Regions from separate parts of the Rattus norvegicus genome. Here regions 2 and 3 are each linked to region 1. A link is a contact called in public Hi-C data. All regions are on one chromosome and are shown on one strand. The core of a region is the stretch at or near the end of the contact, and the rest is flanking DNA. Distances in the headings are between cores, read along the strand shown. Region 1 holds the start of Dpm2 (dolichyl-phosphate mannosyltransferase subunit 2, regulatory). Region 2 holds the start of Tor2a (torsin family 2, member A). Region 3 holds the start of Ptges2 (prostaglandin E synthase 2).

Region 1 (3,520 bases), core at 277-2,776:
GCAAGAGCTCTGGTGAGTACGGCTCACCTTACCAGCCCCAAAAGAAAGCCGTCCCACCTCCCTCTAGAGGTTCAAGGGGCTTGAGCCCAGTGGCAGCACTGCATACTGAGGACCCGCCTTGATAGCATCCCCAAGACGTTCCCAGCCTGGGCTCCTCTGAATGTGCATATGTACCGTAACAAGAGACCCACTATATTGTCTCGGTAGCCTTGAATACTGCCTGAGTCTTTTGAGTGCCGGAAAGCATTCTTTTGTTTTCTGAGGCAGGGTTTCTCACACAGAGCCCTGGTTGACCTCACTGAGCCCCACCTTCCTCTGCTTTCTGAACCCAGGAACTCTAAGTCTTTTATTTTTTGATTATGCATATATTCATGTGAATGCAGGTGTACCAAGCCCTGGATCTCCAATCCAACTCTTAACATTTAAGCACCAGTGATGTGCCAAGCATTTTTGCTGGGTATCCTGCAGCTAGAGTTAGAGATGGTTGTAGCTGGCCATGTGGGTGCTGGGACTTGAACCTCTGTCTTCTGGAAGAGCAGCCAGTCCTCTTTCTTTTTTTTTTTTCAGAGCTGAGGACCGAACCCCAGGGCCTTGCGCTTGCTAGGCAAGCGCTCTACCACTGAGCTAAATCCCCAACCCCTGCAGCCAGTCCTCTTAACCACTGACCTATCTCTTCAGACCACCTAACTTTTCTTTCTGAAGGATACCAAGTATGGCAAGATTCCCCCTTCTAAGCACAATGTACTTTTAAGCAACCACTAACAAAATTTCCCACATTAAAGGGGGGGTGGGAAGAAGTGTTAATAAAATTGATTGGTGATTGCTTCACCCAGGAATTTGTTGGCTAACCAGGAGGACAGACTCAAAATAAAGCCTTACTGTGCAGTTCAGAGGCTGAGAAATATCCTTCCCCCTGAGTCTTAGCCTCCTCATCTATAAAATGCAGACACCATCAGCAGTCATCAGAGTGTAGATTCTGTGAAATTGGAGCAAGCTAATCATTCAGCACCGTGCCTGGCGCACGGACGCTACTCGAATCGTTGTAGGAAATTGGGTTTGGAGATCCAGGGCAGAGTGAAGGTGAGCGGGATGGGGGTGGGGCGCACATACCAAAAGAATCACCCAAGTGGTGTAGTAGGTGAAGATGATCAAGCTAACGGCGACAAGGCCAAATCCCACCGCTTGGTCTGTCCCGGTGGCCTGGAGAAAGATAAGGTTCATCTGGCGAGATGGCTCGTGTAAATGCACTAACCGAGGGACGGAGCAGCCGGTTTACACTCCAAGCCTCTTATTCATTCAACATCACGGGGGCGAGGGGGCGGGTGCTGACTAAAAGTGGCTCTCCGGTTTAGAAAGCCGCGCCAGGCCTCCTCTGTCACCTGTCCGCGAGCGGTGGGAGAGCGATTCGTGTTTGGAGAGCCCAACCCCGTCTCCCAAGGAAACGCTTACTCAGGGCCCCGACCCCTGTACCCTCAAATCACACAGGTACTGCACCCCAGGCTCACCATTTCTCCAGCCTTTCGCCGGAGCAACAGAACACATCCGGTTCTTGGTTCAGGCCTTTCCGGCTTGTAAACCACGTGACACTCCGAGAGTTGTAGTCCGGGACTAGACTGAACGGACCTGTGGGCACGTTTCCCCGCCCTCCACTGCATGTCGGGAAATGTAGTTCTGAAGGGAACCGTGGGGCTGGGGAACTCAGACTTCCTGGGGTTTTATGGCCTTGTCCCTGTCAGACTCTTCCCAAACAAAACATTTAAACATTATCATACAGTCCCAAGCCAGAGTGAGATGCACCCCAGAGTCGGAAGTCCCAGAGAGGGGACAGATCATAATCTGAGTCAGTGAAGCAGGCATCGGGATTCAAAGGCTCTACTTCTGAGCTTGGAACTGTTGATGAAAGAGGCTGTGTAGAATGCCCACCACTGGCCTGGGATATGAGAATTTCCACTGGCAGGCTTCCTAGCGAACTTTCTAGGCCTCCCTTCATTGCTCATTGCCAGAGGTTTCTGAATGGTCCTCTTAGATCCAAGGAGTGTTGGGCCAAATTATCTTTCATATTTTTCTTGTTTCCTACCTGGGACACTACTCACATGGCATATAGGGTTACCTGCTGTCAATCCAGCCTCCAAATGCTACACCATCCAGGTCCTCAACCAGAGGCAGCAACTCCCTCTGTGCCCCAACAGCCCCAGGTATTTTATAACCAGTTTCTTCAGTGATTAGCACCACAAGCCCAGAGTGGCTGGCTAAATCCCTAGCATAGTGGGGTTCTATCCCAGAACAGGAGCTTTGACTGAAACAACCAGCTTTAAGATCCCCTAATTCATGCTGGACATGGTGGTGCATGTCTGTAGTCCCAACACTTCGGAGGCGTGAGTAGCAGGTCTTCTTGTAAATACCAAAATAAAAACATTTTATTCTTTCCCCGAACCAGAGTGAGACACTATCTCAAACAAAAAGATGTGCATGATCAACATGTTCTGACCTTTGTCAAGTGCCCATATTCATATAAACATATGTAGACATATATGCAATGTGCACATATGTATGTATGAGGTGGATTATGACTGGGGCCAGATTGGAGAACACTAACCTCCCTTTCCCAAGCATGCATTCTTTTTTTTTTTTTTTTTTTTTTTGGTTCTTTTTTTCGGAGCTGGGGACCAAACCCAGGGCCTTGCGCTTCCTAGGCAAGCGCTCTACCACTGAGCTAAATCCCCAGCCCCCCAAGCATGCATTCTTACACATACATGGCCAGCTTCTGTTGTTAGCAGTCCCCAAGTCAACATGGTGATGAGATGAAAAGAAACACCAACAAAAAGCAGTAACAAAAACATCGACATTTAATTCCCGCCCAAACCAAACATTGACACTAGGCTGATTTTTCCACATGACATAATTTTCTATTATAAGCTGAGACAGAGATACAAACAGCCCGTGGAATGGGGAACAGTGGTAACCTGGTAAGAAAGGAATAAAACAAAAGTGAACGCTCCTCCCTGGTCACCTCCCCACAGAGGAAGACAGGCCTGCTCATCCTGTCAGACCATGCAGTGTGGTCAGTAGTAGGGTAACCAGAAAAGAACCCTAAAAATATTGCAGATCTTTATATCTCTCTAATAGAAACATTAAACTGTCTTTCAGGTCCCAAACTGGCATTGCATAGACCAATTCCTTTCCAAAAATATCTCTAATATATCCTGTCTTTGTATATAGATTTTGAAGTCCAGGTGCTCTGGGCACCTGTGGTGATCACTGAGCACACAAGGAAAAACTCTTAGCCTCTGGCTCCCACCAGTGTTCATTTGGTTGAGGCCGTGTTTTCAGCCCAGTTATCCTAGCCCAGTGCTTGGAACCAGAGGATGTGGCAGCCCTTGTCTACTTCTGGAATGACCATCCAGGCCAGACCCTGGTTGGGTTAGGCAGGACTCTTGGTTTGGAGCAGTCTTCCTGACAATACCAACTGCTTCTTTGGAGCCCTGGAATTTAGAACCAGACCAAAATAATGCTCTGACTG
Region 2 (3,520 bases), core at 274-2,773, 190 kb before region 1:
GAGCAAGCTCTGTTCCTAATAGGTTCTGAGCGCTCACTCCAACTGGCTGTGTGCTTTGGAGCCCTCTCTGGATTAGGACAGGGAAAAGGGACCCAGCACACATCCAGCCTACCTTGTACTGCTCAGTGTGGCTGGGATGTGGGAAGTGGATGATAGGAGAGAAGTGATGGACATGAGGGCTGCGAAGGCCACCCCGGAAGAGATACTGCGCCAGCAGGGAGCTCACATAGGACTTCCCAGTGCCTGTCCAGCCGTGCAGGGAAAGGACCAATGGCTTGCTGGGGGCTGGGTCCTGTACAAAGGCCTTCAATGACTTCACCACCAGGGCCTTGGCCAAATGCTGGCCAGCTAGGTGTCGAGCCAGGTCACATTCCAGACCTAGGACCACAAAAGGAATGCATATCAAAGCAGATGGCAGGCTATTGACTCACAGTCTGTAATCTCTGCACCTGGGAGGCAGTGGCAGCAAATAATCCATAGTGAGTTCCAACACGCCTTTAATCCCAGCAACTGGGAGGCAGTAGCAGGGAGAGCTCTTGTGAGTTCCAGGCCAGCCTGGTCTACATAGTGAATTCCAGGCCAAGCAGAGCTACATGTCTCAAAAAACAAACAAACAAACAAACAAAAAAACACTGGTTGCTTTGGCAGAGAATCTAAGTAAGTTTGATTCCTACCACCTGCATGTTAGCTCTCAACTATCTGTAACTCTATCCCAGGAGTCAACACCTTCTAACTTCCTTGGTACACATGGTACATACACATACTTGTAAGCAAATATACATATATATTATATACATATTACATATATTTTATACATATAAATCAGTCGGGATATGATGGTGCAAACCCTTAATCCCTTAGCACTCTGGAGGCAGAGCCAAGTGGATCTCTGTGAGTTTGAGACCAGCTTGGTCCACACAGTGAGGTCCAGAACAGCCAAATCAATGTAGAAAGGCTCTGTCTGAAAAACAATAAACAAAAAGCATCGGAGGTTCGAAGGCATGTCTAAGACCTCTGGGATACTTGTCCGACAAATGAGGGACAGGAGCAGCTACCTCAGCAAGGGCCAGCGCGGCACCGCCCCCTCGAGGCGGTTCTCCGGATTGCACCAGCCCCGAGTACTCGACAGCTGTCTACAGGTTCAGCCCACCGCAGGTTTCTCCCCGGAGTGACAAGCCCGCACAAGGGAGGCCTACCACAAGCCACCGCCCCGCTGTCAAAGGCTTCCCTCCACCGGGCAACCTCCAAACCCTCGCCGAGTGGAGGCGCTCGGATCCCCACTTCCGCCAGCCTGGGCCGGCGGGGCCGCGGACCCCTGCGAGCTCCGTCCCGGCTCCCACTCCTCACCAGGCAAGTCGGGCCAGAAGTCACATTCGCAGAAGGACCCTAAACTGCATCGCAGAAAAGACACGTCCCAGGCGGCGGCGGCAGCCAAGGCCAGCACGAGCAGCCCGAGGATCGAGCCCCAGGGCGGGCAGCCGTGCCTAGCCACCGCCATCCGGTTGAGGCCCTATTTCAGTCAGAGGCGGCCCACTGCCAGAACCTGTGAACTACAGCTCCCGGTGTGCACCGCTCCTCGACAGCCACGCCCATTGCCTACAACTCCCGGCTCACCTTTCTTCGGGGCTCTAAAACCCGACCGGTTGTCCGGCAGCAGTAGCGCAAATAGGCCTCCTGGGGGAGCCAGCAAACCGCCCAGTCCCGCGTTGCCATGGTCACGGGTAAAGATTGTTAAGAGCATGAGACAACAATAAATAACAAAAACTTGTGCGGAACCTTACACTTCCTGAGAGATTTTTTCCAAGCTTTTTTAAAAAATGTGACAAAAGAGTTCTCACAACAGCACTTTTTGAGCTATAATACATTTGAGAATGTCTCTGCTAGTGTCAGGCAGGGGCCCTACATGTCCTGTAACAAGACCTGCTATATACCCAGGGATATGAGATGTGGTCACATAAAGTGTTTTGGCTCAGAAAATAGAGCCTGCAAGATACTTGCTACCAAGCCTAAAGACCCTAGATCAATGCCCAGAGACAGCCTGGCAGAAACCAAGAACCAATCCTGCAAATTGTCCTCAAACCTCTACACATGAGTCCACACACACCCTAAAGGGATAAGTAAGCAAATCAAAAAAGTGATGCAGCTTCACAAGTCTAAGTAGCTCGGAAAGGTGTAATTTTTCCTTCATCTCTCTTTTCAAGACTGGGTTACCCCGTGTAGTCCTAGTTGTCTGTCCAGGAACCCACTCTGTAGCAGGCTGGCTTCAAACGCAGAGTCTGCCTGGTTCTACCTCTGAGTGCTGGGATTAAAGGTGTGCACCACTGTTTAGTGCCTTTCTTTTCCCTAAGCACACCTCTCTAACACTTTGGGTTTCACTCTCTAAAGCCCTCTATGTGGCTGGCACCTGTGCCAACTCACTCAAGAGACATGGCTTTTTCTGTTTCTCCATCTTCCTTACAGCTTGCCTGCCCTGGGGGGGGGTTCTTTTAAACCCTAATAAAAGTTTCCCTGAGCTTAAAAAGAGAAATTTAAATTAATATATAGTATATGAGTATTGCTCTTTCTTACCAGCTAATATACACTAAAAAACACTAATATAAATCCATGGAGAGGGATTCCCTTATTGTCCAGGTTTTATTGAATTTGGAACCCAAGAAATTAAGCTTCTTATCCAAGTTTCCCAATCACTGAGCCATTGAACTAAACCCACCTCCAGGTACTGTCAAAGATCTAATATCCCTAGTCACATGTTCCCAGCCTCACGCAGTCAAAGAGCTCAGAGGTAAAGGACCTCTATGTCTCTAATTCAATAAACAGACTCCTGAGGCCTGGGGGCCAAGCCTGTGGTCATCACCAATCAATGTCTCTTCCCCCATCTGCTTGCTTGTTCTGTTATTATAGCTCAGAAAAAGTCCCTTGACCCACCAGTTGTCCCACCAGGTGTCCATTTGTAAGGGGAACTGGGACCCTAGGTTTCATTATTTAAAGATTTTTTTTGAAGTGTGTAAGGGGGGGGTCTCACTAAGCATATTTGGCTGGCCTCAAAGTCAAAGATTTGCCTGCCTCTGAGTCCAAAGGGATGGGATTAAAGGTGAGTCACCATGCCCAGTTTAAAGATTTAAATTTTATTTGTGTGGCTCTTTTGCCCGCACAACACATGTGCGCCCAGTACCCAAGGAGGTCAGAAGAAGCCATACGATCCCTTGGCACTGGAGATACAGATTATGAACCACCATATGAGTGCTTGGATTGACCCTGAGTCCTCTGCACGAGCAGCCAGTACTCTTAGCCACTGAGCCATCTCTCTAGGACTCTAGACTTTTAAAAGCCTTTTTATCCCAAACTCTGGATTTCTTGCCTGTGGATGGGGTGGGGGTGGGGAACTATGATTTTTCTGGACGGACCCTGGGCTCAGAGAAGACTAAGGTGTGGGCCCTACTTGCGCTGTCTTGGACTGACAGTCTCCCCTGAGCTCATGGCAGTAAGGGAGGGGCACCTGTCTGCTCTAAAACTGGTTCCC
Region 3 (3,520 bases), core at 502-3,001, 170 kb after region 1:
CTGGAGTCCCAGAGCTCTTGCTCCACCCTCTACCCCACAGCAAACCTTTCTTCAGGGAGTCTTCTAAGGTGACCAGGAAAATAGAATGAGGAAAGGTGGAGAGAATAGAGGGTGGGCAAGGGAGTGACAGACAGCCTAGCCTAGCTCCAAGTGCCCAGCAGATATACCACAGGGCCAGGAGGATCAGCCACCACCAACGTGCGAGAGTGTGTGTGTGTGTGTGTGTGTGTGTGTGTGTGTGTGTGTGTGTGGGAGTGTTAGTTCATCTTCTTCCGGTCCCAAAAGGGACACAAGACAGTCCCAGGATGTGTCCTCCAGCTTCAATAGTCCTTAAGGTCTCCTCCACTCCCATCTCCCAACCCCGCCCCTGACTTCTCTGGGTAACCCGCAGGGCCCACCAACTAGCCAGGCAGCATTGGCCACAAGTGAGATCTACCTCAGATCTCCAAACGTGGAGGAGGCTGCCCCTAGTTTCTCGGCAGGGAAGCCTTCAGGTGAGTTTGCTACAGTCGCAGCCCCCTCCCCTCAGTCTTCAAATGGAAATAGGATGGGCAGGGAAGAGAGCAGGGAACCACAGGGACCCCCTCTCCAGTTCCAGTTCCTGAGCATGGGAGGCAGGGTGGAGAGGGGCTTAGACTCTGCAACTCATGAAATGTCTACAGGGCTGCAAAGCCACGGTAGGCTGGAGCACGCCTCCAGTTGAGTCTGAAGTCAGGTTCACTCTTTCCATAAAGATTACTCCCGGTGCCACACACACACACCCCTAAATCACAAGAGACCGTGGCATACAATATATACAGCTCTAGGTCATGGGCAACAGCACCACCCTCCTCGTACTCCTTGGCCAAGACACTCGCCCAAGGTCACAAGCCCGCGAAAGAGGCCGCTCCTGACCCTGCGGCTTCTCAGGAGTTCAGGGCTAATCCCGGCTCCCCATCAGCAGTCCGATCCAGCTAAGTCTTACCTGCACAGCCGAGCGCTCGGCGTGGAGGTCCTGGGAGCGCAGGTGCCACCGCACAGTGTGGTACAGCCCCAGAGCGCCGCCCAGGGCCAGCGCCGCCACCCCCAGCAACCGCGGGCTCCCCTTGCGGATCGAGGCGCCCCGGTTTCCCGCTGCCGCCCTGGTGAAGCCCGCCCGGCTCTGTGCCGAGAGTTGTGTCCAGGGTCGTGTGAGCAGCCCCTCTGACAGGGCGCACCGGCTAGAGCCAAGCACCCACGCAACGCGCGCTGCCTGGGCCATGTTCGCTTTGCCGGTGCTGCGGGCGGGCGCGCAAAACTAAAATGGCCAAGGTGCTAGGATTCCTTAAAGGGACAGCACTCTGTGTCTGTGTGTTGCCTAGGGTAACGATGACGCCAAGTAGGACTAGAGGCCGTGAAGGGAACGGGAGCGCTTGTCTGCCTGAGAGGCAGAACTACACCCCAGGGGCTTTGGAAGTGGCTTGATGTCGCTGCCTTCTAGGGGTGCAACGGTAACCTGTGACTCGTGGTCGGGCGTTTCCACATCGTGAATCTACGATGTCAGGGAAAACGCCAGTCTTCCGACCCATGCACTACCCAGAAAAAGTCCAACGCTGTCTCCAATAGGCGGCCGCAGCGTCTTAGACGCCTTCTGCCCTCCCGCAATGCTGTACGCTGCTGTTGTGACGCGAACCATAAACTTTTCTCAAACCCAGCGGGGGCCTTGAAAACCACGTGCTTCGGAAATGGTTCAAGCTAAGGGGGCCGGATCGCCAACCCAAAGGCCTCAAAGGCGGGAATGGGAATGAGCGAAGCTACCAGGACACCCCAGGCCTTTGCGAGGCGAGCTCACTGGTCTTTTTTTTTTTTTTTTTTTTTTTTTTTTGGTTCTTTTTTTCGGAGCTGGGGACCGAACCCAGGGCCTTGCGCTTCTTAGGCAAGCGCTCTACCACTGAGCTAAATCCCCAACCCCGAGCTCACTGGTCTTTAAACGAGCGCCCGACCTCCACCGCCTAGGCTTCTTCGTGGACAGCCCTGGCATGACCCCGCCCCGAATCGGAAAGAGGGCGGGACTTTAGGGTGGGCGTGGAATCGAGAGGGAGAGAGGTGGGGTTTGTTGGTGAGCCGGTATAGAGATGTGGGAGACTAGCTGTGGAGGTTCTGGGATCCGATCTGGGTACGATCCACAGCCTTCACCTTCTCCTGGGCCTGGCAGCGCCATATCCCACACTATCCAGCCGCAACTGGAACCTGCGCATGCAGCCTAGACGAGGGAAAAAGGCGAGGCGGTCCCAACATGCTTTTCTGTGAAAACCCAGCTGGGAAGAGAATCATGGGCTTAAAAGTCACGGAGGATTCCGGCTCAAACACCGCCTCTAAGTGAGGGAGGCAGGAGTTGTTCCGGAACAGTCCGGCAACTAGCCAGGACGGTGTCCTGGAACAAATGCCTGGAACCTGCACTAGAGAACTGTACCTACCAATCTTGTTCTACTAGTGGGGAAAATGAGACCGTAGAAGCCCCAAACTGACCACAATTTCAGAAAGGTGGCGCTGCAGCCTGGGCTGAGAGGCCCACTGCCTGTTCACTTCTCAGGCAGATCAGATCAGTAACTGATTTTCCAGTCCTCTCCTCACCTACCCTCTCTCTCTGTCCATTGTCTGGTCTCTCCCAGACTTCTGGTCCTAGTGTGCTTCATCCAAGGACTCGGCAACTAAGGACAGCCTCTTCCCTCGTGGCCAGATAAAACCCATCCCCAGTGTGGTTGGGATGTCTGTGATCCTTCAAAATCTATAAACTGGAACTTAAGAGCTGAGTGGTCAGAATAATTGAGTCGTTTAGGGGGTAATTAGATCAGCTTGTAAGAATGGAATTAGCTGGAGAGAAGGCTCAGAGGTTAAGAGCACGGTCTGCTCTTCCAGAGGTCCTGAGTTTAATTCCTAGCAACCAGAGGTTGGCTCATAATTATCTATAATGAGATCTGATTACCTCTTCTGACCTGCAGGCATACATAATAAATACATCATTTAAAAAAAAAAAAGACTGGGATTAGCGCTTTTGCCAAAGGCCCCCCAGGTTACAAACCAGACTGTCTGCCCCTGTCTGTCTTCTGAAATGCCCGCATCCTGGAAGGTGCCAACTGTGAGGAACTGGCCATTGTGTCTCCATTTGTGCACCCTCTAGAGCTGTAAGGACAGTGAGCACCTTGCCCCGCCCCCATCTCTAAAGATAAGGCCTCACTGTAATAGAACTTGCTACAGAGCCCAGGCTGGCCTCCATCTCATGACACTTCTTCCCTCACCCTCCCAAACGCTGGGATCACACATGTGAACCCCTGTGCTTGGGGGCAGACCTGATTATTTATTTTATTTTTGCTTGTGTACAAATGTGTCCATTTGAGGCGGTGCCATGGAGGTGGTTATATATGAGGACTTCAGGATTTGCACACTTGTGGAGGTCAGGGGAGACCTGGGAGTCAGTCCTCACCACCCACCCTGTTTGAGAAGGTCTGCTCTTTGTGTCCCATGGCAGGCTGGCATGCCCAGGAGTTTCTGAGGTTTTTCC

What was found. Hi-C and Micro-C count contacts between places; a contact is called where the count stands out from the background.
Region 2: a Hi-C map of liver shows a contact between it and region 1, with 3 times the contacts expected there. The contact joins the promoter of Tor2a here to the promoter of Dpm2 in region 1. A contact is called at or near these places in 4 of 12 Hi-C or Micro-C datasets (the Rat2 cell line, frontal cortex, liver and 1 more).
Region 3: a contact with region 1 is called in a Hi-C map of liver, with 4 times the contacts expected there. The contact joins the promoter of Ptges2 here to the promoter of Dpm2 in region 1. A contact is called at or near these places in 8 of 12 Hi-C or Micro-C datasets (the A7r5 cell line, the Rat2 cell line, kidney and 4 more) and 1 of 1 datasets of contacts at active chromatin or transcription factors (oligodendrocytes).

Annotation. Positions count from the first base shown.
Region 1 is chr3:36,251,683-36,255,202 of GRCr8, reverse strand. It overlaps Dpm2 (dolichyl-phosphate mannosyltransferase subunit 2, regulatory), which reads right to left and starts at 1,526. Exons shown (of 4, transcript NM_019252.2): 1 at 1,506-1,526; 2 at 1,111-1,200. The coding sequence starts at 1,508. It overlaps Eeig1 (estrogen-induced osteoclastogenesis regulator 1), which reads right to left. Exons shown (of 11, transcript NM_001399583.1): 11 at 2,826-3,520.
Region 2 is chr3:36,444,301-36,447,820 of GRCr8, reverse strand. It overlaps Tor2a (torsin family 2, member A), which reads right to left and starts at 1,523. Exons shown (of 5, transcript NM_001007744.3): 1 at 1,348-1,523; 2 at 113-378. The coding sequence starts at 1,498.
Region 3 is chr3:36,086,477-36,089,996 of GRCr8, reverse strand. It overlaps Ptges2 (prostaglandin E synthase 2), which reads right to left and starts at 1,751. Exons shown (of 7, transcript NM_001107832.1): 1 at 965-1,751. The coding sequence starts at 1,240.